3 separate regions of the Mus musculus genome follow, and all the other regions are linked to region 1. The links are chromatin contacts, called in public Hi-C maps. All regions are on one chromosome and are shown on one strand. Each heading gives the region's core, a stretch centred on a gene start, on an enhancer-like site or on the middle of the called end of the contact. The rest is flanking DNA. Distances are from core to core; before and after follow the strand shown. Region 1 overlaps Psd3 (pleckstrin and Sec7 domain containing 3). Region 2 has its middle 47 kb from the start of Nat3. Region 3 has its middle 55 kb from the start of Nat1.

What was found. Hi-C and Micro-C count contacts between places; a contact is called where the count stands out from the background.
Region 2: a contact with region 1 is called in a Hi-C map of the G1E-ER4 cell line, with 6 times the contacts expected there. The contact joins two enhancer-like sites. A contact is called at or near these places in 3 of 484 Hi-C or Micro-C datasets (the G1E-ER4 cell line and nephron progenitors).
Region 3: a Hi-C map of the G1E-ER4 cell line shows a contact between it and region 1, with 9 times the contacts expected there. The contact joins two enhancer-like sites. A contact is called at or near these places in 4 of 39 promoter capture datasets (the 3T3-L1 cell line, HPC-7-derived erythroid cells, embryonic stem cells and 1 more), 9 of 15 datasets of contacts at CTCF or cohesin (the G1E-ER4 cell line, the NIH/3T3 cell line, embryonic stem cells and 5 more), 216 of 484 Hi-C or Micro-C datasets (the 3T3-L1 cell line, 3T3-L1-derived adipocytes, the AML12 cell line and 112 more), 25 of 115 datasets of contacts at active chromatin or transcription factors (the NIH/3T3 cell line, PVALB interneurons, acute myeloid leukemia and 17 more) and 4 of 9 other capture datasets (adipose tissue, embryonic stem cells, liver and 1 more).

Annotation. Positions count from the first base shown.
Region 1 is chr8:67,893,679-67,897,897 of GRCm38.p6, forward strand. The region is part of intron 8 of Psd3 (pleckstrin and Sec7 domain containing 3); the gene reads right to left. Among named protein-coding and RNA genes, the nearest start is that of Gm32888, 32 kb to the left of the region's middle. Within about 2 kb of position 2,898, at least 5 of the 459 cell types and tissues checked have an H3K27ac peak or open chromatin away from gene starts, as enhancers often do. A contact at or near this core is called in the G1E-ER4 cell line, where this site is marked.
Region 2 is chr8:67,568,859-67,572,814 of GRCm38.p6, forward strand. No RefSeq gene overlaps it. Among named protein-coding and RNA genes, the nearest start is that of Nat3, 47 kb to the left of the region's middle. Within about 2 kb of position 1,738, at least 13 of the 459 cell types and tissues checked have an H3K27ac peak or open chromatin away from gene starts, as enhancers often do. A contact at or near this core is called in the G1E-ER4 cell line, where this site is marked.
Region 3 is chr8:67,433,955-67,437,996 of GRCm38.p6, forward strand. No RefSeq gene overlaps it. Among named protein-coding and RNA genes, the nearest start is that of Nat1, 55 kb to the right of the region's middle. Within about 2 kb of position 2,202, at least 3 of the 459 cell types and tissues checked have an H3K27ac peak or open chromatin away from gene starts, as enhancers often do. A contact at or near this core is called in the G1E-ER4 cell line, where this site is marked.

The DNA.
Region 1 (4,219 bases), core at 1,648-4,147:
GCTGCTCCCGTGAGGACTGGGAACTGAACTCATGTCTTCAAGAAGAACAGAAAGTGCCCTTTCCAGCTGAGCCATTGTTCCAGCCCCTAAAATGGATTCCTTTTAAAAGAAGAGCCTTTTATCTATGTACCTTTTAAAGATGTACTAATTTTTTTTAGTGAAATTCTTTAGATAATTTTTTTTCCAAATAAATGAATTTAAATGTTTACGATCAGTCCTAGTTGAAACTGTAAGTTAAAAGCGCATTCTAAATCTCACTTAATTATACTGAGGGAGGGGACTCCCAGACTGACTGAGACTTTTTAAAAGTTTATGTATCTATCGATGTATGTAACTATCTGTCTACCTATTTATATATTTGTGTGGGAGGTGGAGAGAGAGAGAGACAGAGACAGAGACAGAGACTGGATCTTGTCCTAGAGTTAAGGATGGTCTTGAGCTTCCATATAGGTGCTGGGACTTTGACCTCATGTTTTCTGTAAGAACAAGTGTTTCTAAACACACAGCTTTCTCTCCAGTCTTTAAAGAAATCTTTTTTTTAATAGTAGTTTTTATTTTTTAATTAGATGTTTTCTTTATTTGCATTTCAAATGTTATCCCCTTTCCTAGCTTCCCCTCAGAAAATCTCCTATCCCCTCCCCTGCACCCCACCCTGCTCCCCAGCCCACCTACTCCTGCTTCCTGGCCCTGGCATTCCCCTATACTGGGGCATAGAACCTTCACAGGACCAAGAATCTTTCCTCCCATTGTTGACCAACTAGGCCATCCTCAGCTACATATGCAGCTAGAACCATGAGTCCTACCATGTGTTTTCTTTGATTGGTGGTTTAGTCCCAGGGAGCCCTGGGGGTACTGGTTAGTTCATACTATTGTTCCTCCTATGGGCTGCAAACCCCTTCAGCTCCTTGGGTACTTTCCCTAGTTCCTTCATTGGGGACCCTGTGCTCTGTCCAATGGGTGACTGTGAGCATCCATTTATGTATTTGCCAGGCATTGGCCGAGCCTCTCAGGAGACAGCTATATTAGGCTCCTGTCAGCAAGCTCTTGTTGGCATTTGTAGTAGTGTCTGGGTTTGGTGGTTGTTTATGGGATGGATCCCCAAGTGGGGCAGTCTCTGGATGGTCATTCCTTCAGTCTCTGCTCTGAACTTTGTCTCTGAAACTTCTTCCATGGGTATTTTGTTCCCATTTTCTAAGAAGGGTCGAAGTATCCACACTTTCGTCTTCATTCTTCTTGAGTTTCATGTGTTTTGCAAATATATCATGGGTATTCTGAGCTTCTGGGCTAATATCCACTTATCAGAGAGTGCATAGCATGTGTGTTCTTTTGTGATTGGATTACCTCACTTAGGATGATATCCTCCAGATCTATCCATTTGCCCAAGAATTTCGTAAATTCATTGTTTTCAATGGCTGCATAGTACTTCATTGTGCAAATGTACTACATTTTCTGTATTCATTCCTCTGTTGAGGGACATCTGGGTTCTTTCCAGCTTCTGGCTATTATAAATAAGGCTGCTATGAACATAGTGAAGCATGTGTCCTTATTACAAGTTGGAGCATCTTCTGGGTATATTCCCAGAAGAGGAATTGCTGGATCTTCCAGTAGTACTATGTCCAGTTTTCTGAGGAACCACCAATCTGATTTCCTGAGTGGTTGTACCAGCTTGCAATCCCACCAGCAATGGAGGAGTGTTCTTCTTTCTCCACATCCTCGCCAGCAACTGCTGTCACCTGAATTTTTGATCTTAGCCATTCTGACTGGTGTGAGGTGGAATCTCAGGGTTGTCTTGATTTGCATTTCCCTGATGATTAAGGATGTTGAACATTTTTTCAGGTGCTTCTCAGCCATTTGGTATTCCTCCATTTTGAGAATTCTTTGTTTAGCTCTGAACCCCATTTTTAATAGGGTTATTTGGTTTTCTGTAGTCTAACTTCTTGAGTTCTCTGTATCTATTGGATATTAGCCCCCTATCAGATTTAGGATTGGTAAAGTTCTTTTCCCAATCTGTTGGTTGGCTTTTTATCTTATTGATCCTTTCCCTTACAGAAATCTTAAACACACAAATTCTAAAAATTTCTATAAAGAACCAGGCAGCTAATATTTCAGGCTTTGCAGGCCATATGTTCTCAATAACAACTGCTCAACACTGTCATCACTATGTAAAGATTTTAAAAGTAGCTGTGAATGTGTCCCAATAAAACTTTACACACACACATACACGAGATGAATTTTTGCCTGTAATTACTATTTTGCTCACCTGTAGTCTAACATAAGTTAGCATTGAAATAGATGAAAAATCCTAGAAGATCTAATAGCAATTTCAGGTTTTCCCTTACTTCATAGATTTTCCTCTACTCCATTAGAAAAAGAGCTACAAACTTGTGCTATAATGCATGAAAATGTGGGAAACAGAGACTTTTGCTCACAATGCTAACGCAAGCTCTAACTAAACAAACAAAACAAAACAAAAACTTAGCAAAAAAAAGCATACTGCTCCTGACAAAAACTATGGAGCCTTCTATCAAGTTTCAACTATAATCTAGTATTCTCTGATCTAGAGGGACCAGTAGAGCCCATGAAAGTGGACCACAGAGTAGATTCCAAGTTAGGGGTTGAAGAATTAAGTAGAATGACCATGGAATTAAGTTTAATAGTGTTAAGAACTGGAGCTTTGTGGAAAGTGTGCTTTCGGAGAAACTAACAGCTCTCATTGTCTACGGGTACAACCCAGCCTCATAAATCTTGAGCTATTAGAACACAGCCGGCATACCCTCCCACACAATTCCACCTCCGCCAACATGTTACAACAAACGAGGAAAAGTATACTACTGACTTGGTAATTACTTCGGTGAAGTAGCACTGCTATAAAGCTCTGGTTTTGCTTGTTTGCCGCTCATGGAAGTGGAATTAGGTTATGCTGCCCTCAGGTGTCCATCTTTTTAGATGCACCACTGGAGGGCAAAGCAGAAGCCATTGCAATTTCAAAGCACCCTGGCCAAAAATTCAAAGAGGACTTCTCATGTCTGGTACTGGGTTTTTTCCTTTAGCTTTTCAGGGTGTACTATTAGCCTAGATGAGAAAGTTCCTTAAAACTATATATACTTAAGTATAGACTTAATTATGTGCCACGGTGTTTTCTAAAGAAATAATGATGTCTGCCTTTTGAGTTATCGATGTTGCTATCTATCCCCTTCCTCCTGCTCCTGTGCTTACCCCCCTCCCTTCCCTAGGCGGTTCCCTCACCAGTTCCCCCATGAGACCCCTTGGATCCCACTGTTCTGCCTTACTGCTTCCAGCTTTCTTCTGTATTTACCTCCCTGCCCTTCTCTGTGGAGCTCCCAGGTCCTATTTCCCCTATCACAGGTATAAAGTAACATAATGATTCACTAGTAATATAAATACTTATATGCACACAGAAACAAATCATTTAAAAAGAGGCCATGGATTTGAAGGGGAGTGGGGGGAAGTATGTGAGGATTTGAAGGAAGGAAAGTGAAGGGGTGAATATAATTAAATTATAATCTCAAAATAGACACATTTTTTTAAAAGCAGGCGTCTGCAATATAAGTATCTTCTTTCAGAAACTACAATCACAGATTTAAGAGGTTGATAATCCAACCACATGGTGGTGACACACACCTCTTTTAAATCCCACCATCTGGTAGGTAGAGGCAGGCAGAGTTCGAGGCCATCCTGTTCTACAGAGTAAGTTCCAGTATAGCCAGTGTTACACATAGAAACCCTGTCTCAAAAACCATTAAGAAAATAAAAGGAAAATCCAACATTAAGGAAAGACACGATCTTGGTGGGGTTTTCTGCACCTTTCCTGTACTATATTGCCACTGAATGTGGTAAAAGACATCAAGTACTATATGAGTTTTGAGTGCTGGGGTCATTGTCCCAGGCTTTAATAAGCTCTAACCTGTACTGTTCTAATACTAAAAGCATTTACTGTTTCACTCACAGTCTCTCACAAGTGGTCACTAAGGAATTTGGCGCTATATAACTTTTGACATATTGCAACAGATTAAGTGTAAAAGCAAACACAAAAATCTAGCTATCCTCTATTAGTTCAATAGTAAAAGGAACCACAAAAATGTAAATGCCACTATTTCCAATAAATTTTCTCAGAATGTAAAGTATAATTCATGATTATAAAAACTATGTTTTTCATTTAGTGGTCTTTAATGATCAAATGATGACATTAAAGTTTCAT
Region 2 (3,956 bases), core at 488-2,987, 330 kb before region 1:
TGTGTGCTTGTTGTGTGTATATGTGTGTGCACGTGCACATGTGTGTACATGCATGTATGTATATGCATGAACATTTGTATGTGTGTGTACACATGTGATGTGCATGCACATATGGGGACTGATGAATCCCCATGTACAAACAATTAGATGCTAGAGAAGGATATCAGGTATTCTGCTCTTCCACTCTTCATTTTATTCCTTGACACAAGATTCTTTTTGAACCTGAACTTAAGCCTATGGGCCCCAAGCCCAGATATCCCTGTGCTTGATGCCAGCAGCACTGGGTTATGAACAGGCTCACCCTAGCCCAGCTCTTTAGAAAGGTGCTAGGGATTTAAGCTGAGGCTCTCCTGCTTAAACAGCAAGCTCTCTTCCTAACTAAGCCATCTGCTCAGGGGCAAAGCATGACTTCTTATCTCATAAACCAGAGACAATTGATCAAGTCACAGATGAAGTCAGCTAGAAACAGTCAGGCAGCCAGGTTGTTGGCGAAATGGAGAAAGCAGTCTCAGGAAACACACACTACACTATCTGCAAAGCTCCCGCCCAGCCAGCCGTCCGGAGTGGAGTGGGGAACACGTTATAAGTTAACAAAAGTTATCTCACAACAAAGATACTGTCATGATCAGCCTCATTTGCATGTGTACGCTCTCTCTCTCTCACACACACACACATATACACACACGCACGTATACTCACATACTTACTCATACCTGCCAACATGCAACAGGCTTTCATCTGGGATTTTAAACAGTGAATGCTCTTTATCTTAAACTAAAAATGCTAGTTTTCAAGACTTTCTTCCATGAAATTAAAAAATGCTATTGTCTGGCTCATTTTCCATCACAACCCATTTTTAGGAGACTTTAGCAAAAACATCAGGGCTTCTGGAGAGGGATCATTAAAGATTCTGGGGCATAGGAGAGGTCATACTCCAGAGAGCTTAAACATGAGTCTTAATTCAGAAAATATTTTACATTTGTTTCTATCTAGCATAAAAATCCTTCTACAAACATTGAAGTTTTCAGCTACCACCTGCCCTAAAGGGACAGCTTTAAAGAGTCAAAAGAATAATGGGCCATGCTGCATTTTAATGGATTTTAACTAAAACAAAGCTTAAGGGATCCATTAAAAGGATTCTTATGGGGCTGCATGGATGGCTTAGTAGTTGAAAGTTCTGACTGTCTTTGCAGAGGACCTGAGTTTAAGTTCTAGCACCCACATGGCTTTGTAACCCCAGTTCCATGAGCTCTGACTCCTGGCATCAGTTGACATCAAGCATATTTGTGCCATGTAGATATACATGTAGGAAAACACTCATACACATAAAACAAAATTTAAAAAATAATTCTCAAGTGGAAGCAATTGTACTGAATTTGTGGCTTATCAATGTCTTAATTCACCAAGACCTTGAAGTTGAGTTTCCTTTATTTTCTTTTGTAGACGAATTCCATTTGCTTCCTTGAGAATTTTTTAGACTACCAACTGAGTGCTTTTGATATGTAATTTTAATATGCATAGTGTTAGGTGTGAACATTCCATTCAAAAAAATTCTACTCTGAAATAGAAATGTCTGGGTTTACTTGTTTGTAGTTCTTACTCTTAGACAGTTAAGATCGATCTATGTTTCCGTAGCAACTCTTGCTCTTATCGAATGCTTCATTGCTTCTAACTGTTGCCTGCAGTTTCAGATTGCCAGGACATCAGACCTTTCATCAGCATTGCACCACAGTAGATTAAGAGGCTGTTTTCCCTGATGTTAGGTAACTCTACAAAGGGCCCTCCCTTATAGCTCCATAGCCCTCTTTAAAGGTCTCAGGGTATAGTTTCAGTAAGACATACATAGCCCTGGTATAATATAGAAGTATGTTGAACTATTTAGATGTTTTTTGCCCAAATATTCATCACTGAATTCTACTTTAGTTCCATTTCGATATAAGAACACTTTATTTTTCCTATTCTTAAAAAAATGTAGTGTGTTTATATTCCAAAATGCAATTTTAAAGTTGCATTTCTGAAGCCACAATCCATAAAAAGAAAAAATACATGATTTCAGTAAAATTATTCTTTTCTACTCTGAAAGAATTAAAAGCCAAGTGATACATTAGGACAAAATATTTGTGAAAGACATTGAAAAGAACATTTATCCATAAAGTTATCCAAGAACTGGGGCTGGGATGTATCATAGTTTGTAAAGAGTTTGCCTAGCATGCAAAAACCTTTGGGCTTGATAACCATCACCCACAAACTTGGTATGGTAGCAGATTCTCACTTGGAGGTAGGACAGGAGGATCTGAAGTTCAAGGTCATCCTTAGCTACACACAAGTTCAAGGCCAGCCTGGGCTACATCGAGGCTAGTTTCTTCCCTCTAATCAAAATCAATTAAGCAAAGGAAGGGTGATATATTTCAATTTACAGATTACAGTCCATGATTTAAGAAAGTCAGAACAGGAATTCAAGCAAAATCTTGAAGCAGAAATGATGAGGGAACATTAATTGCTAGCATACAGATAGACTTCTGCTTAGCTGGCTTTCTTAAATAGCTCAAGACAACTGGTCTAGGAAATGATGCTATACTCAGTAGCCTGGACCCTTCTATATCAGCTAAAAATCAAACCAGGCCCCTACAGACACTCCTGCAGGCCTGTCTGATTGAGACAAACACTTGACTCAGATTGCTTTCACATATAACTTTAAGCTATGTCAAATTATGTTAAATTCAATAATTAAAGCTCATTTGGACTCATCCATATAAAATAAACATAAGTATGCATTCAGTTGTATGTGCACATACTAATGCACACAAAGAACTCTTAAAACCCAATAATAAGAACATAAAGGACCTAATTTTCAATTTCACAGAATTGTTCAAATTTGAATCCATAGATGTTCAGTCGAAAAATCCATCAAAAAAGTTAAATAGATAGAAATTAAATATATGAAAAGGTGACACACACGGTAAAGTAAAAATTAAAACAGCAATCTAATATCACTATGTGATTTTAAAAGTCATTATTCAGCACAGTGACAACACTGAATCTTGGTGAGATGTGTAGCACCAGGAACGCTTACTCAGCGCTGACATCAACAAAAAGTGATGTATCGACTTTGGAAGACAATGTGGCAGTATACCATAACACTAAAGGTGTCTTACATTGAAACTCAAAAAAATTTTGTTTCTTGCCATTTATTAATTTAAGTGTAATTCCCATATAAAGTCCTTAGACAGGTGCTATACTACTTTTGTTTATAATTGCTAAGACACAGAAGCAGTCAAGATATCCTCTAGCCGCTGAATGAACCACTGTGGTGGAATGAAGGTGATTATTGTCCAATGCCAAGAGGAAATTATATCAGGCTTTGTAAAGATATACAGGAAAATTACTGACTGTTCCTAACAGAAAGAAGCCAGTCTGTATACTGTGTAGATGTGAATATATGACCTTCAGGCAAAGGCAAAGTACTGAGTAATGGAAAAGGTCGCTGACTGACAGGGTTTAGAGGAAAGGGAGGGTAAATAGTCACACCGTGGATCTTTTGAAACAGTGCAGCCACGTGGTATTTGGCAATAATGCTGGGTGCACATCAGTGATGGTCTGTAAAACTCACAAAATATATTAAGGCACCCAAAGTAACCCCTCTGTAAAGGCTGGTCTTGAAAGATGCTGATCTGCTAATACAGATTTGCCGACTGGAGAGCATGTGGCATGCTGGTGCGGTGCTGGCAGAGGGAAGGCTCAGCACGTGCTTATCTGGGAAGATAGAGCTTATCTGGACTTTCCACCAACTTTATCTGTCAATCTAAATTTTCTCTAAAGTGTATAGTCTATTTTAAAGGCCAAATTGTAGTGACAGTTTCAAAGGGCTGTGAAACTTCACTAAAATTTCTTTTTCTATTCCAAGTTACTTGTAGAAATTGCTTATCAACAAAACTAACACAAAGGATGGGATTTTT
Region 3 (4,042 bases), core at 952-3,451, 460 kb before region 1:
CTGAGGCTTGTTCATAAATAGCCTAGTACCTCTGAGTTGTGGCAGCCATTGCACCCTTAGGATAAAAAGCTAACAGCCTGTGGTTAGGTCAAACTTTAGAAGGCCACACTCACATTCAGACAGGATTACTTGAGAGCAGGGGTGGCATAAAACAACATCAGTGTATGTTTCAGGATGGACATACTAGATTAGGGTCCTTAACACACAACCACCTACTGCTTCTCAGGGAGCCTCCTCTCCATTTGTGTATAGAAACCAGAGAGTAGATATGTCTCAATAGGCCTCATCTTTGAGATAAGCCCTCAAATAACTCCATTCTCTTGTGGTTTACTAATAGAAATGGTTGTATTGTAAATGGCTGAAGAGGAGGAAGAGGAGGAAGAGGCCACGTCACAGTGGAACTTAGACAGGGTAATAGATGGGCATCCCCTGGCACTCCCAGCTCAAAAGATTGAGTCTTTCTAGTGCTACACCACTTACACTCAGCCTGGAGGACCCATTTCCTCAGGGAAATTGGATGGGTTGAATTAACTCTAAAGAGACTTCAACTAAACTCTCCCAGGGGACCTCATAACCATCAGCCTTATGAGTATGAACAGTACCTACATCTGAGCAACAACTAAATTCCTACAAACTTATCTATGGGAAGCCATTTCTAAAAAAAATATTTATTTTATTTTATGACTAGGAGTGTTTTGCCTGCATGCATATACCCACATCACCACATCCATGCCTGCTGACTGTGGAGGTTATAAGATACCCTGGACCTGGAGTTACAGAGGGTTGTGACCATGTGGGTGTTGGGACACAGGTCTCAGTCGCTAATGATAGAGCCATCTGTGCTCTTAACTGCTGAGCCATATCTCCAGCCTGAGAGGCCATTTTTAACTTCTGATAGGGTCCCTGATTCAGAAATCCTGGGCCCTGATTATGCCTTAAAGTCTAAGACAAAGCCAACTAGCCTTGAACAAAATTCCTCCAAGCCTCAAAATCAGAATTATCTTGACCCAGTTTATCTGAAAAAACCTGATGATCTAAAAGAGCTACAGGCAGTCGATCCAGAAGACCAGCTTCACACCACTTGGAAGCATGCTAGTTAGTTTTAGCTGACAACATAAAACTCATTTCAGAAGAAAGCCTTAACTAGGAATTATCTAGATTAGTTTGACCTGTGAGCATGTGTCTTAGGGTTTCATTACTGAGAAGAGACACCATGACTAAGGCAACTCTTTCTTTGCATTAATTACTTAACTTTACATCCCAATATCAGCCCCTCTTCCCCTCCAACTCTCGAAGTTCCTCTCTCATTTCCCCTTCCCATTCTCCTCTGAGAATGGGGAGTCCCCTCCCCCCATTGGTTATCCCCCACACTCACCAGCACAGCAGTCACTCCAATGGCAACTCTTATAAAGGAAAACATTAATTGTGACTGGCTTGTTTACCGTTTCAGAGGTTTAGTCTATTATCATCATGGCAGGAAGCATGGCGGTTTGCCGGCAGATGTGGTGCTGGAGAAGGAGCCAAGAGTTCTACATCTTGATCCAAAGGGAGCAAGGAGAGATTTTCCCACTGGATGTGGCTTAGCGTATCTGAGACCTCAAAACCTGTGGGCATAAAACCATGCCAGAAAGTCTGGGAAGGGAGAGCAGGTCCAGACGCAGAGACTCAGTGGTCATGCGCCTGAGGCTGAGGTGACTCTGCTCCCTGCCACCCTCCTGAGTTGGATCATGTGCCATGCTTCTCACATAGTCCCGAAACAGAGTTCTCCAAGCTTATGAGGTATCTAGAGGCCTGGGGGCCTCGCCAATAAGCTTCCCATCCCAGACATTCCTCCCTACAAAGGTATTTAATCTCAGGCCTACCATGAGAAACGGGGTATGGTTTATGCATCCATTTTCCACCATGACAATAAACCTTAGAATGTCTCTTTATACCAAGATCCACAATGGGGAGCCATGAAAAAGGTCTTCCTGTACAGAGGCACAGCCTACTCTCCTGTAGAAGGTCCCTCTGTGTTTCCAGCCATAACCACAGCCAAACTAAAGACAATCACCCCATGAGAGAGAGCCGTGCATCCCTTTACCCTGTGGCTCTGGCTAGACGCTGTCTCCAGCCTGCAGGCCCTGACTCTGCTCTCTGCTCTTCTGTGAGTCCCAGCAGTGCCTGGATGCTCAAGACCCTGAGAACCGCAAGACCCTGACCTCATCACAAGTCCAGGGACCCCACAAACCACTTCCAGCTTTCCCACATCTCAGACTGCACTTTCCCCCTTCTGGAGCAGTATTTCTGAGCTTCTGTACAGCCCAGCACACACCACCACTAGGGTAGTGGCACAGGATAAGGGCAGTCAAACTCCCCCCATTCTGCCTTCCCAAGTGGCCGTGCCCAATGATGGAGTGGAGTGGGCCTACAACCCTATAGTAGCAGACCCCCACAGTGACATACTTCCTCCAACAAGGCTGTATCTCCTAATAGTGTTACTCCCTATTGGGCCTATAAGAGCCAGTTAGATTCAAACTACCACGGTATGTCTATGACATATTGCCTTGATTTTTAATTGATGTAAGAAGACCCAGCCCACTGCAAGTGTCAAAATTACCAAAGCAAGGAGTCCTGGACAATATAAGAGGGAGGAAGTGGCTGAGAACAAGCAATCCTGCACACTCCTTGCCCTCAACTGTGGCTGTGATGTGACTGACTGCATTCCAGCCTTGACTTCCCTGAAGTAATGGACTGTGACCTGAAATTGTAAGCCAAATAAATGCTTCCCTTCCTTGTGTTGCTTCTTGTCATGGTATCTGTCATGTCAACAGAAATAAAGTCAGACAGGAAGTGGCCTTATTAGGCTTTGTTAAATATCCCAATGGCTGTAAATTCCAGGGAATATTATCTGGGTTTCTGTGTCTCTAGTTTCCATAAAAGGCATAAGGTGATATGTAAGACAACCTGATTTGGAGCTGTGAGCCATCCAAGAGCCTCTTATGGCTCTTCAAAAGGGATACCAAAGGCCAGACTTCAGGTAATTAAATTTGTGGCCCCCTCAAACTTCAGCTAATAGTTTGAAAATTACCCTCCCTGTTAAGCAGATGTTCTGATAACCCTAATTTTGTTAGCTATACTTCACCCAAGTAAGTCCTTTCCTGAATTACACAAAACCCCTTTGAGATGTTCTCTTTTCATCTTCCAGAACTGACTAAATGGGAAGGTAATTCTGTTAACTATTTATATATTGCTTGCAGGAAAAATGGCACCTTCTTCTTAGATTGAAGGTAACCTAATAGCCATTTTGTAAATTTGCTCTAGTTACCCTCTGTGTCTGATAAATTCTCAAGCTTAAAAAAAAAAGTTAGAACATCAGTTTTTGTTATGTACATTTTACCTTCATAAAAAGAAGTGCTTATGGAACATGGTTAAAGAAATCTCATTCACTCCAGGACAAAAGTGAAGCAAGAGGAGTGAAGACATGTGTCCTCTGTGTTTAAAAAGCTGAAGTCCTCTTTGTGTAAGAACAAGAAACAAAAGTCTCTCTAATTATTAGTTATTAGTATTAGTACTTCTATAAATTTAAGATGTCTTGCTCCAATAGATGCTCACGTTGATGTATAATTCCATAGTGAATCAGTGTCGGGCTCTTTCAAAGGTACTTAGATTATAATGGCTGCTCCTTTATAAAAAGAGCAATATAGTTTCCACAAGACTGGGCTAAGCGGTGACAGAGTGGTGGTTTGCTGCAAAGTGAGGTTGATGCCTCCTCCTTCTTCTGTAACATATCTGTCTTTCCACATGTCCTGCCTGATTTCTGATATTCTGCCTATTTCTGATATTTCTGAGCTGACATAGTGCTAAGCTCATGACAGAAAATGAGAAAGGACTGGAACTCAACCATGAACTTCCCGACACCTATACCTGAGAGCCAAGATAAACCCCATTTTTTCATTAGCAATTTCACAGTCTCACCATAGCAACAGATAATGGACAAAGATGTTGATGTTTTTCAAGTCTTAGTTTTCTGAACAAAAAGAATAACAAAAATCAGAAAGGG